2 separate regions of the Sus scrofa genome follow, and region 2 is linked to region 1. The links are chromatin contacts, called in public Hi-C maps. All regions are on one chromosome and are shown on one strand. The core of a region is the stretch at or near the end of the contact, and the rest is flanking DNA. Distances in the headings are between cores, read along the strand shown. Region 1 overlaps EHBP1 (EH domain-binding protein 1). Region 2 has its middle 44 kb from the start of TMEM17.

What was found. Hi-C and Micro-C count contacts between places; a contact is called where the count stands out from the background.
Region 2: a contact with region 1 is called in a Hi-C map of retroperitoneal adipose tissue, with 2.1 times the contacts expected there. A contact is called at or near these places in 2 of 5 promoter capture datasets (fetal skeletal muscle and liver), 33 of 47 Hi-C or Micro-C datasets (adipose tissue, alveolar macrophages, blood and 17 more) and 2 of 2 datasets of targeted methods (alveolar macrophages and skeletal muscle).

The regions. Positions count from the first base shown.
Region 1 is chr3:79,183,451-79,188,735 of Sscrofa11.1, forward strand. EHBP1 (EH domain-binding protein 1) reads right to left here. Exons shown (of 25, transcript XM_021087470.1): 4 at 2,523-2,618. Among named protein-coding and RNA genes, the nearest start is that of EHBP1, 76 kb to the right of the region's middle.
Region 2 is chr3:79,457,155-79,462,423 of Sscrofa11.1, forward strand. No RefSeq gene overlaps it. Among named protein-coding and RNA genes, the nearest start is that of TMEM17, 44 kb to the left of the region's middle.

The DNA of each region.
Region 1 (5,285 bases), core at 2,486-4,985:
TCTATGAATACTATATATACTAAGGACAAAAAGCGTTCAGCGCAATCCTTTCCTATTTGCAAATTTCAAGATTAAGTGAATTATGAAGCTTCAATAAGTAAAAGAAATGGGGAAATATGAAAAAAAGTTTTCCATTTGAATATTCTAAATATTGTTCAAAAACAAGATTGAAAAATTACCATGGAAGAATGTAAAATTGCTTTATTTTACTTTACTCTTTTGCTTTTTGTATTAGAATTCTGGGAGGATATGGAGTCAGGAAGATAAAAATGTTGGTTGGAAATGTTTTTTAAATATTTTAAATGGTCACAAGATTGCCTCCATAGCACAAATGAAGAGAAATGTGTTACATAGTAAACTGGGGAGGAAGGGGTATTTGGGTTTTTTACCCTACAGACTAACACTTAAAGACAAAAGTTCAGGAGTTCCCGTCATGGCGCAGTGGTTAACGAATCTGACTAGGAACCATGAGGTTGCGGGTTCGGTCCCTGCCCTTGCTCAGTGGGTTGACAATCCGGCGTTGCCGTGAGCTGTGGTGTGGGTTGCAGACGCGGCTCGGATCCTGCGTTGCTGTGGCTCTGGCGTAGGCCAGTGGCTACAGCTCCGATTGGACCCCTAGCCTGGGAACCTCCATATGCCGCAGGAGCGGCCCAAAGAAACAGCAAAAAGACCAAAAAAAAAAAAAAAAAAGACAAAAGTTCAGTGACAAGATATGCTGAACATTCTCATTAGTACTTGAAAACTACACTTACCTCCTAATCCTCCAAGTAACACATTTCAACACCCACTTTCCACTGAGAATCAGTTAGTGCATATCCTCTCCCCAAATACATGGCTGTCAGCCATTTATCAACTCTTTCTAACCCCTTGTTCTCTATCATTGTTTTTTTCAAAGTTGTGTAACTATGTCCATTTATTTGCTTTACCACTAGACTAAATCAAAACACACTAGAGATTACTTAAAAGTCTCCTTCAAGCTTGTCACAGATTTTGCTATTGTAATCTATATTCAATGGTTTTCACTACAGAATAGGCCATACAGTGTAAAAAACAAAAACCCAGTACTACATCACAGTATGAAAGGACAGGTTACTTTCCTCTTTCGTTTCAGTTTCTTTATCAGTACAATGGGAATAATTATAGAACCTTAGTGATGCTGTGAGAGTTAAATGGAACAGTGCTCTGAAGGTCTTATTGTTAACCTCCAAGTTTACTATATCATTCTAATAGAAGAGGTATGGATAAGGGGGTTTAATGACAGACTTTTAGATCAGCTGACTGAAGGGTAAGAGGCTCTGATCTTTCCTGAAAAGAAAAAGGAAGAGCAGCTGGAAGCTCATTCCTTATTTCTTCCAGGTAAACCAATCAAGTAGAGTGTATATACAATAAGCATAACCAAGTAATGTTATAATGCCAATAATAATAATAATGCCAAAACTACAAAATACACATAAAGTGTTAGGGATCTTTCATAAACTAGAATATTTATGAAATACAGAGCATTTAAAATTAGGGTCCCATCTGTGGGTTAGTACATTAACATTTATCATATTGTTTTGTTCTACTGATCCCTGCTGTAGTTCCAGAACAAATGAATATACTGGATTACAAAATCAAAACCACCTTTTTACTTTTGAAACACACTTTTTCATACTCTAAGCCATATAACTTGCCCACTTAGATTTCATATCCTAAAATATTTGGTGGATTTTTAGTGGGTTTTCAGAAAACCTTAGTTAAGTTAATTAAGGCAGCTTAATGAGATGTCTTTCTTCATTCTATCCTTCTGCACAACTAACTCTGACACAATTGGAATGATTCAAAGAAGAAATAACACATTTGTTTCCTAATCTCACCACTTGCAAGAAGGCTGAAACTGAGACATACTTGTCCTCATCTTTTTTTTTTTTAGCAAATAAGGAGTTAGGAAAGTAAATATTTAGTTCTTAACTGTCATGTGTAAGGACTATTTTATTATGTTTCAAGAAATACGAAAGACATTCAAGAAAAAACATACATATGAAAGAGTCAGGTATAGGCACACTATGTTTTTGGATTTGCACTTGGAATTTATTACCAGAATTTTGATTTTAAGCTACAGTATTTATAAAATATTAATATCAGTAAATATTTATCAAATATAACCTTTAAACTTATATTAACATCAATAAAACATTTATCATATGGTAATTTAAAAACATATTATTAGTCAAACAAGGCTAACAAAATGAAACTCAGGACTAAGAATTCCACAAACCTCAGCTTTCCACAGAAAAAGTACTTTACTCCATTTGAGCTTAACTAGAATAAATTCAAAAAGACTCCCAAATTTATTCAGACTTTATTGACCAAGAAACACCCTGATATCCTTGCATTGTTATAAATTGCTGTATCTCTAAAAATAGTGCATATTAGTGTACCAGATTGGACCCAAATGTACAGGACAACAGATACGGAAATATTCCATCATCTAGAACCATGATTATACAATAATTTCTGTTACTTATAAAAATGGAACTTACCTTGAAAAGTGTCACAGTGATTTCAATGTTTTCAGGAACAGGCCATACCACAACACCACGGTATGGATTTTTTATTCCAGGCTGCCAGCTGTGAGCCTACCAGAATGAAAATAATGGCTTCAATCTAAAGAACAGGAAATGCAATGTTGATAATTTACAAAAATACATTGACCCTATTTAATGATCCAAAAGATCCATCTCCCTAAAACAAAAATGATTAGTCAAATAAAACTTTTCAAGCATTAAACTTAGGCCGTGGACAGTACTATATCACATGGTAGCTACAGATTACTAACTGTAAACAAACCTTTATCCCCTCTCTCTCTCTCTCTCTCTCACACACACACACACACCCACACACCCACACACACACACACACACACACACACACACACACGGAGGCAAAAATGATGTGCCTTTTTTTTTTTCTTTTTAGGACTGTATCTGTGGCATATGGAAGGTCCCATGCTAGGAGTCCACAACTGCTGCCTATGCCACAACAATGCCAGATCCAAGCTGTGTCTGCAACCCACACTGCAGCTCACAGCAACGCCGGATCCTTGACCCACTAAGCAAGGCCAGGGATCAAACCCACGTCCTCACAGATACTAGTCAAGTTCTTAACCCACTGAGACACAACAGGAACTCTTGAATAAAAATCTTATTAGGATATTTTTTTAATCAGTCTCTGATCTAGAACTCAAAGGCAAATTCATTCTTTAAAAGAAGAAACTGATCAAAATGGCAGAGGTGTGAGATGTTATGCTCATCTTCTCCCACAAACACATTAAAAAAAACCCACATCTACATGTAGAACAATTCACACAGAACATCTACTGAAAACTGGCAGAAGAACTTAAACCTCCTAAAAGGGCAGGAAATCCTCCACATAACTGGGTAGAACAAAAGAAAAAAAAGAGAGAGAGAGAGAGAGAAAAGAAATCAGGATAAGACTAGCACTCCTGAGAGGGAGCTATGAAAGAGAAAAGGAACCTGCACCCTGGGAAGCCACCTAACCGAAGCAGAGATCAGCCAAGTTGGAGGGACCTCAAAGTTGCTGAGAAAGGAAAGCAGCTGGACTGAGGAGGGCAAAGCAGAGTGAGAGCAGATCATCTGCACCACTGCCCCGGACACCACAGCCTGAGATGCTCAGGCAGGGACTGGGCACTGAGACTCAGGCTCCAGAGGTCAGTTCTGGGGAGAGCACTAGGATTGGCTGTGTGGAGACAGATGGGCTGAGGGGCTAAGGAGAAGTGTGCCATGGGCTGGGGAGCAGAACGCTACAGCCGAAAGAACCTGGGAAGAGGTCTGGGCCCATAGGAGAAACAAGGCACTGTTGTTGGGGAGGGCAAGAAGAGGAGGGGCAGACTGCCATAGGAATCTCTTTCCCTGAGCACACATAGGCTCTCAGATGGTGGGGCACCTCTGGTGCAGGCTACTGGTGGTGAGAGGCCACTTGCTCAGGCTTCAGGAGACTAGATACCTTTTGTGTGGGCTATGGGTGGCCAGGCACCTCTTGTGTGTGTTGAAGACAGCAAGGGGCTAAGCATGACATGGCACCTCTTGCATGATCTGCAGGTGATGGGAACAAACCAGAGCAGTCATCTCAAAAACCAGAAGGGGAAGGGGATGTGGCCCATCACCACTAGGGGTCTGTGAATAGGCTCCACCTGTGGCCTCAGTTAACTCAGAGGTCGGCAAAAACAGGGCACTGCAACTGAGCACCACCCGTTGATGCTCTCACTCCCCTGGGAACAGACCTGCCCCACTGCTGCCAGTGCCAAACACTCTGTGCAACACCCACACATGCTTGATCACTCTCACTTGCCAGGACCCTGCAACTAGGAGCAGCCTGTGCAGCAGCTCCTGTGTGGGCTAAGAGGGACAGGGTGCTTCTTGTGTGGTACACAGGTGGCAGGGGGAAACCACCACAGTTACTCTGACTCCAGAGGTGGGCATGGCCCACCACCAATAAGGGTCCATGAACAGGTACCACTTACAGCCCCAATCACCTCAGAGAGCACCACAGAGGAGAGCACTTTAACCAAACACCAGCTGTTGTTACTCTCTGCCATGCCACTGCCAAATATTCTGGACACGGCCTAAGTCTGCCTGAGGCTCATTACTACTTCCCAGGGCCCTGCAACTAGGAGTATCCTACACCACCTTCCTGCAGGTCTGTGCTACTGTCAAGAGCCCAGCAACCAGGCACTGACTACTAGCCCTAACTACTGCCTCCTTGCCCTACTACTATCTCCTTCTCCCTGGGAAACACACTCAGCACCTATCAAGAGGATAACAGCCTGCTCATACTGAAGAAAGAGGTAGCAAATATCCAAACTCCCAGCCAAAAATATACAGTAAACCCCACAAAACACAAATGGGCGTGTTTACAAAGAAACAGCCCTCCAAGACTACAGTAGTTGGTTTCCCTAAACTCACAGAAAAAAAAAAAAAAAAAAAAAAAAAAAGTATAAGCGAAATGAAGAAGCTCAGGAACCATTTCCAGTTAAAAGAACAGGAGAATTCACCTGAAGCAGCAAACAGTGAAAGAGACCTCCGCAGTCTAATAGACACTGAGTTCAAAAGGGAGACAGTAAAAATACTGAAGGAATTAAGGGTGACTATGAAGGAATTAAGAGTAGATATAGGAGTTCACGTCATGGCACAGTGGTTAATGAATCCGACTAGGAACAATGGGGTTGTGAGTTCGATCTCTGGCCTTGTTCAGTGGGTTAAGGATCCGGCATTGCCATGAGCTGT
Region 2 (5,269 bases), core at 2,422-4,921, 270 kb after region 1:
GTGTTCCAGGTGTAGCGCTCCTGGAAGCTACTGCTTTTTTAAGTGACAAATTCCACTTTCCCTGGGACTTCAGGCTAATTGTCAAATGAAGATGTGGCATCCCTGATCCTTTCATTGGGAGGTATGGGCAGTGAAGCAGGGTGCTGACACACCCCCTCTCCTCACCCCACACACGGCCTTGACCACAACAGCAGCCTCTTTATTAGAACAGGGAAGAGGGGGTGCTGACTGTCCCCACAGGAGTGTGAAGGGCACCAGGATTTGGGCCAACCCCCAGCCAAGGATGAAAATGGAGGGAACCATAAAAGCAGGAGAGGAAACAACTCCAGCCTCTGCACATTGACCAAAGCCGAGCCAAGCCCAGCTCTCCCTAGCGCTGGGGGCACTAAGGATCCAGTTCCTCTGAAAGAGGTCCTGAGTCAACAACACACATTTCTCAGTGAAGACCTGCTCCCTGCAGACAGACATGGCTTGTGAGAGGCCAGCAGCAGGCAGGCCCCTGTGGAAGCTCACCTACTGCCGGGGCCCTACCACCTGGCCCTCAGAGAGCAGGAACCTCTGGGAATACTCACCTCCATGTCTCTGGAGTTCATGGAGCCCATGGGCTCCAAACTCCCGGCTCTCCCAGCCCTGAGTCATCACAACCCCACCTGGTCCTGCAGCCAGAAAACAGAACCACTGAATTTCAAGCAACAGAACGGAGAGCTTGAGAGGATTCGAACGGAGCTATTAAGGGGGCAGTCTTGCAATGAGACTAAGCAAAATGAAGCAGGATAGAGCACTGCCAGGAACCAGAAGAAAAGAACCCTTTGGCTGGCACCTGGGGTGGAGGCCTTGGCTTGGCACCAGGGTGAAGCTTCCCAGAAGCATTCTGACAAGGATGCTCCAGAAGTCTCTATGGTGCCTCCAAGTTCGTGTGTTCATAGAATGTGAAAGGAGGAAGAGACATTTTGTGGGACTTTTTTCAGGTCCTTTCTCCTCTCTGAGCCACAGTTAACTGTACAGAGAAGATACTGGACCAGATCTGCCCGCCTCAACCCTTCTGCACATGAAAACCATCTGGAGATGCCCCAGTCATTCCTGCTGTCTGAGATTCCTACATTCCAAGTAATCTAGGGGCAGGTGGAGGGGAGTTGGTGGAAAATGTGCTGCTGCAAGACTGGCCAAGAGTTGGAAAGTGTTTGATCAGGGTGATGGGCAAAGGGGCAGGGGGTGGGAAATATTGTTCTGTTTTTCAGAATAAAAAAGTTAAAAAAAGTCAAAGCGTACTGATAAGCCTACTGATTGCCTGAGGTCTACACTGAAATACTAAATAGCAAAAAAAAAAAAAAAAAAAAAAAAAAAAAAAAAAAAAAAAAAAAAAAAATATACCTAAAACTAGATATGCCTGGGTCTCACCTGGAATTACTACATTGGCATGTCTAGGGGCTGGGGCCCAGCACTGGGGTTTTTACAAAGGAGTCCCAAAAGAGTCTGCTGTGCAGCCAGGATTGAGAACACCAGATTAGACACTCTCTGGTCCCCCCAAGCCCTGAGCAGCTGAACCACCCACACTTTCCACCAGACATAGGAAGTCCCATTCTGGTCCCATTTGCTCTAACATCTTTGCTCAGAGGGGAGAGGATGGGAGCTGCATTTAGAGCAGGAGGTCCCCGCCAGGCCCTCACCCGGGTCCTCTAGGCCATTCAAGCTGCCCCACCCTATTCATGGTGGACCCTCAAATCAGCTGCTCCCGAGGGCCTCTAAGACCACCTATGCCAGCTCAGGGAGGGTGCAGGCTGCTCCTCCAGGTGTGTTAGGAAGCTCCAGGCAGGACCACTCCCTCTCACCCATACAGTGAACTTGACCTTAAGCCTCGTTTTCAGTCTCCTCCTGTATCCACACCATCAGGCCTCCCACCTCTCAGAACACAGAGTCACATTCCTATTGCATTTGGGGTGACTTCCCAGCAGACACTGTTCCTGGACTGCTTCCCAGCATCCTTCTTTTCCCCTGCTGTATTTCAGCCTCTGGGACCAGGAAGCAGCGAACAGGCTGTTTGGATTTCTACACAGGATGCTCAGCTTCCCGGGGCTCCTGACAGGTTCCACCTGCTTTCCCTGCCCCCTCAGCCCAGAACATCAACTGCCCCCACCCCCACCTCCTGAGGGGTGCCCTCAGTGCATCCTACAGGGGGCACATGAGGTGGATGTGTCCTATTTTGCTAAATTTGTCATCTCAGCCTTGACCATTTATGATGGGGTTGGCCAGCTTTCTCCACAGTAAAGTTGCTCTTTTTCTCTTCATAACTGGTAAATATTTTGGGAGAGATACTCAGACTCTACAAATATCCTTCTTCCCTGTCTTCCCTTCCAACTCCCACCCACTGAGTTGAGACCCATCTGTGGATCTTGCCTGCAGTAGTTATTGCTGTGATACGGGCCTAAAGGTGATCTTGTATTTCATGAGCCTTCCCCACTTTGTAGATGAGGGCACTGGCTCGGATCTGTAAGGCAGTGTGCCCAGGTCCCTCATGCCAGTAAGGCAGAACTCCGGCACCAAAGCACTGCCTCTGATGCTAAGCTCTTTACCCTCCCTGGGGAGTGAGCCACGTGCAGGCAGGGGCACCTCTTATAGTCACTTGATCTTCCACTTGGCCTCCTCCTCCAGACACACAGCTGGTTTCTGGACTGCGGGAACTACGTCTCCTGTCTGATCGCCCGTGATGCTCAGGGCAGGGTCTGGCATCGAGTAGGCGCTTGTGGACTGAGCGGTCCCAGAGGACTGAAGAGGGTACACGATCAAGAGGAGAGGGTGGAGCCAAAAGAAGATCGAGCTTCTTTCCCTTAAGGTATTACAGCCACAGATGCACCCTGATGAACAAGGGGAGAATGGCGGCAGGGGGCTCAGGACAACAGACACCTGCAGGGACCTGTGAGCCAGAGGCTGACTGATAGGAGGAGGTGGGAGAACGAGAGGAAAGGCAGAGGGAGGAATTGGGACCATCTCATCCAGTCTATCACTTTACAGATGAAACAGCTAAAGCCACCACGTTTTAGGGCTTTACTGATTATAATCAGACCCTCAAATGCAAAGTGGGGCTTATTAAAAGACTCAGGGAAGGAGTTTACAGAAGCCGTTGGCAGAAGTACAGCCGGGAGGGGCCTTTTCTACCCAATTCTGGCATCTCTGTGCCTCTACATTCACATTTATCTGTCATTCAACAAATAGCTATTGCGCATCTTTATGCAACAGCAGCGTGCTAACTGCAGGGAATAAAACTGAGCAAAACCAGGGTCCGCTTGGCACACTGGGGAGGGGTTGGCTTTGTCTGACTTGTCTTCCCAGGTCGAGGGTGGGGTGATCTAAGCCAGAATGAGAAGCAAAATTGACAACATACAGAGTGATGTCCTGCATAGGCCAGAGAGATGTGGTGACGTGCTCAAGGTCACACAGGGCTGCAACTTGGGTCTTTCAATGCTGATTTCAGGGCACATACATCTTGGTTCACATTCTGATGCAGGGGGCACATGGTGGAGGGGCCTGAGACCCCTGAGGTTGGGGAGGTGGGGCTTGAATGAGACGTGGGTGTTTATGAAGACGTGCTCGCATGTAGGGCTGGGGCTGAGGGCAGGTAGCTGGGTGTGCTGGAGGACTGGGGGCTGGGTGGAGGAAGGGCTTGTCCATAAGGCAGCCACAGGCTGAAACTACTGAGAATCCGCCTCAGGGAGCCAGTTGCAGGCTTCACTTTCCAACTCCAGGCTTCTCCGCTCCTACTGCAACTGTCAGGCCACTAACCTGGCAGCCAGGACTGGACACCCAGGACCTAAACTCCAGGTCTGCTCAGGGAGAAGAAGGCAGAAGTGAAGCTCAGGGGTGCTGAGTGCAGTGACCAGCACTGGACTAGCAGTGGGCATGGGCTCTTGTGCTCGGCACTCAGGACAAATCCCTCCTCCTCTCAGGCCCCTGTCCACTCACTGGATGTGAAATGAAATGAGGGCTGGGCTGGCTCAGAGGTTTTCAGTCTGCATCACCAGGCCCACCCCAGAGATGGGGTGCTGGGGACCTGGAATGAGATTCAGGGATGTGCCTGGCTAACCAGTGCCCTCATGTGGCCCTGGGCCACATTTTGACCAACAGTGGCCTCAATCATCTCTGAAGTACTTCACAGCATCTCCGTGAAAGAGCCAGTTTCCTTGGGCCAGGTAGAGGGGAGGCCACCATCAGACAGTGGCCCTGATGACTGGTGTGTGACCAGCAGAAGAAAGACTGGGCTGCCCCACTGACCAGCAGGCTGGCCAAGCAGGACAACTGCCTACAGGGAACTGGAAGTCAAGCTTGGGGGAGCTTGGGGGAACCTCCGTTCCATCTGGTCAGGTCTCTGAGACCACACTGGCTCTGTGTCCCCTTCCCCAGTGGGCCTAGCCTGCCCACTTCAAATCCTAACCAGGCCAAAGTTCACTTGAACTTATCTGTGTGCTGGAGAGCCCTTCAGGGCCTGAGCCCTGGAAGCATCTGGAATTTGTTTCCCCAAATTCCGAATGATCAACATTTTGAGGAGACCTAGGAACACAAGCAGCTGGCCAGAGACCCCAAGACCAGTTCCTCTGTGGGAAACCCATCCTCACCAGCTTATAGCTTTGAGTCTCAATATGTCCCACCCTGTATGTGCCATCAAAAGCTTCCATCCTTCGAAGTTTCCTTGGTCTCAAAGCTGTCCCATCCACCCAGCCAAAATTACCTGCTTTTTCTTCCACAACGTTGTTGACCATCTTAGTACCCATCTCCGACCCCTCCTGGAAGTAGGGATTGTCCCCTTTTTGTTTTCCTGGGAGGCTGGCACATACCAGGTGTTCATCAAATAGAAAATAGAATAGAATAAGGCAAGGGTGGAGCAAGTCTTCCAATCCGAAAAGTGAAGAAATTATTGTGGCTTGGTATTATTTTAGATAAATCATTAATCTAATGTTACAGGTTGCCAGAGTTTAACAAAATAACCATTTTGCAAACAATATGCTATAACATTTCCTGGCAATAATAACTATTCAGCATTTGGTACTAGGGCTATCTCGAAGAGCCCCGAAGATGAACTGCATAAAGTAGGAATGGCCAGTGACAATACTTAGAATATCATTCATTGATATTCATTGATATTATTCAATGATATAAGAATATCATTCATTCAGTTCGAAAAAGTAGATGCTACCTTATAAAATGAAAAAGGATGATAAACAGGGAAGGATTTTTTTCCCAGGAAGACACACAGGCCCACAAGAACACATGCAGAGCT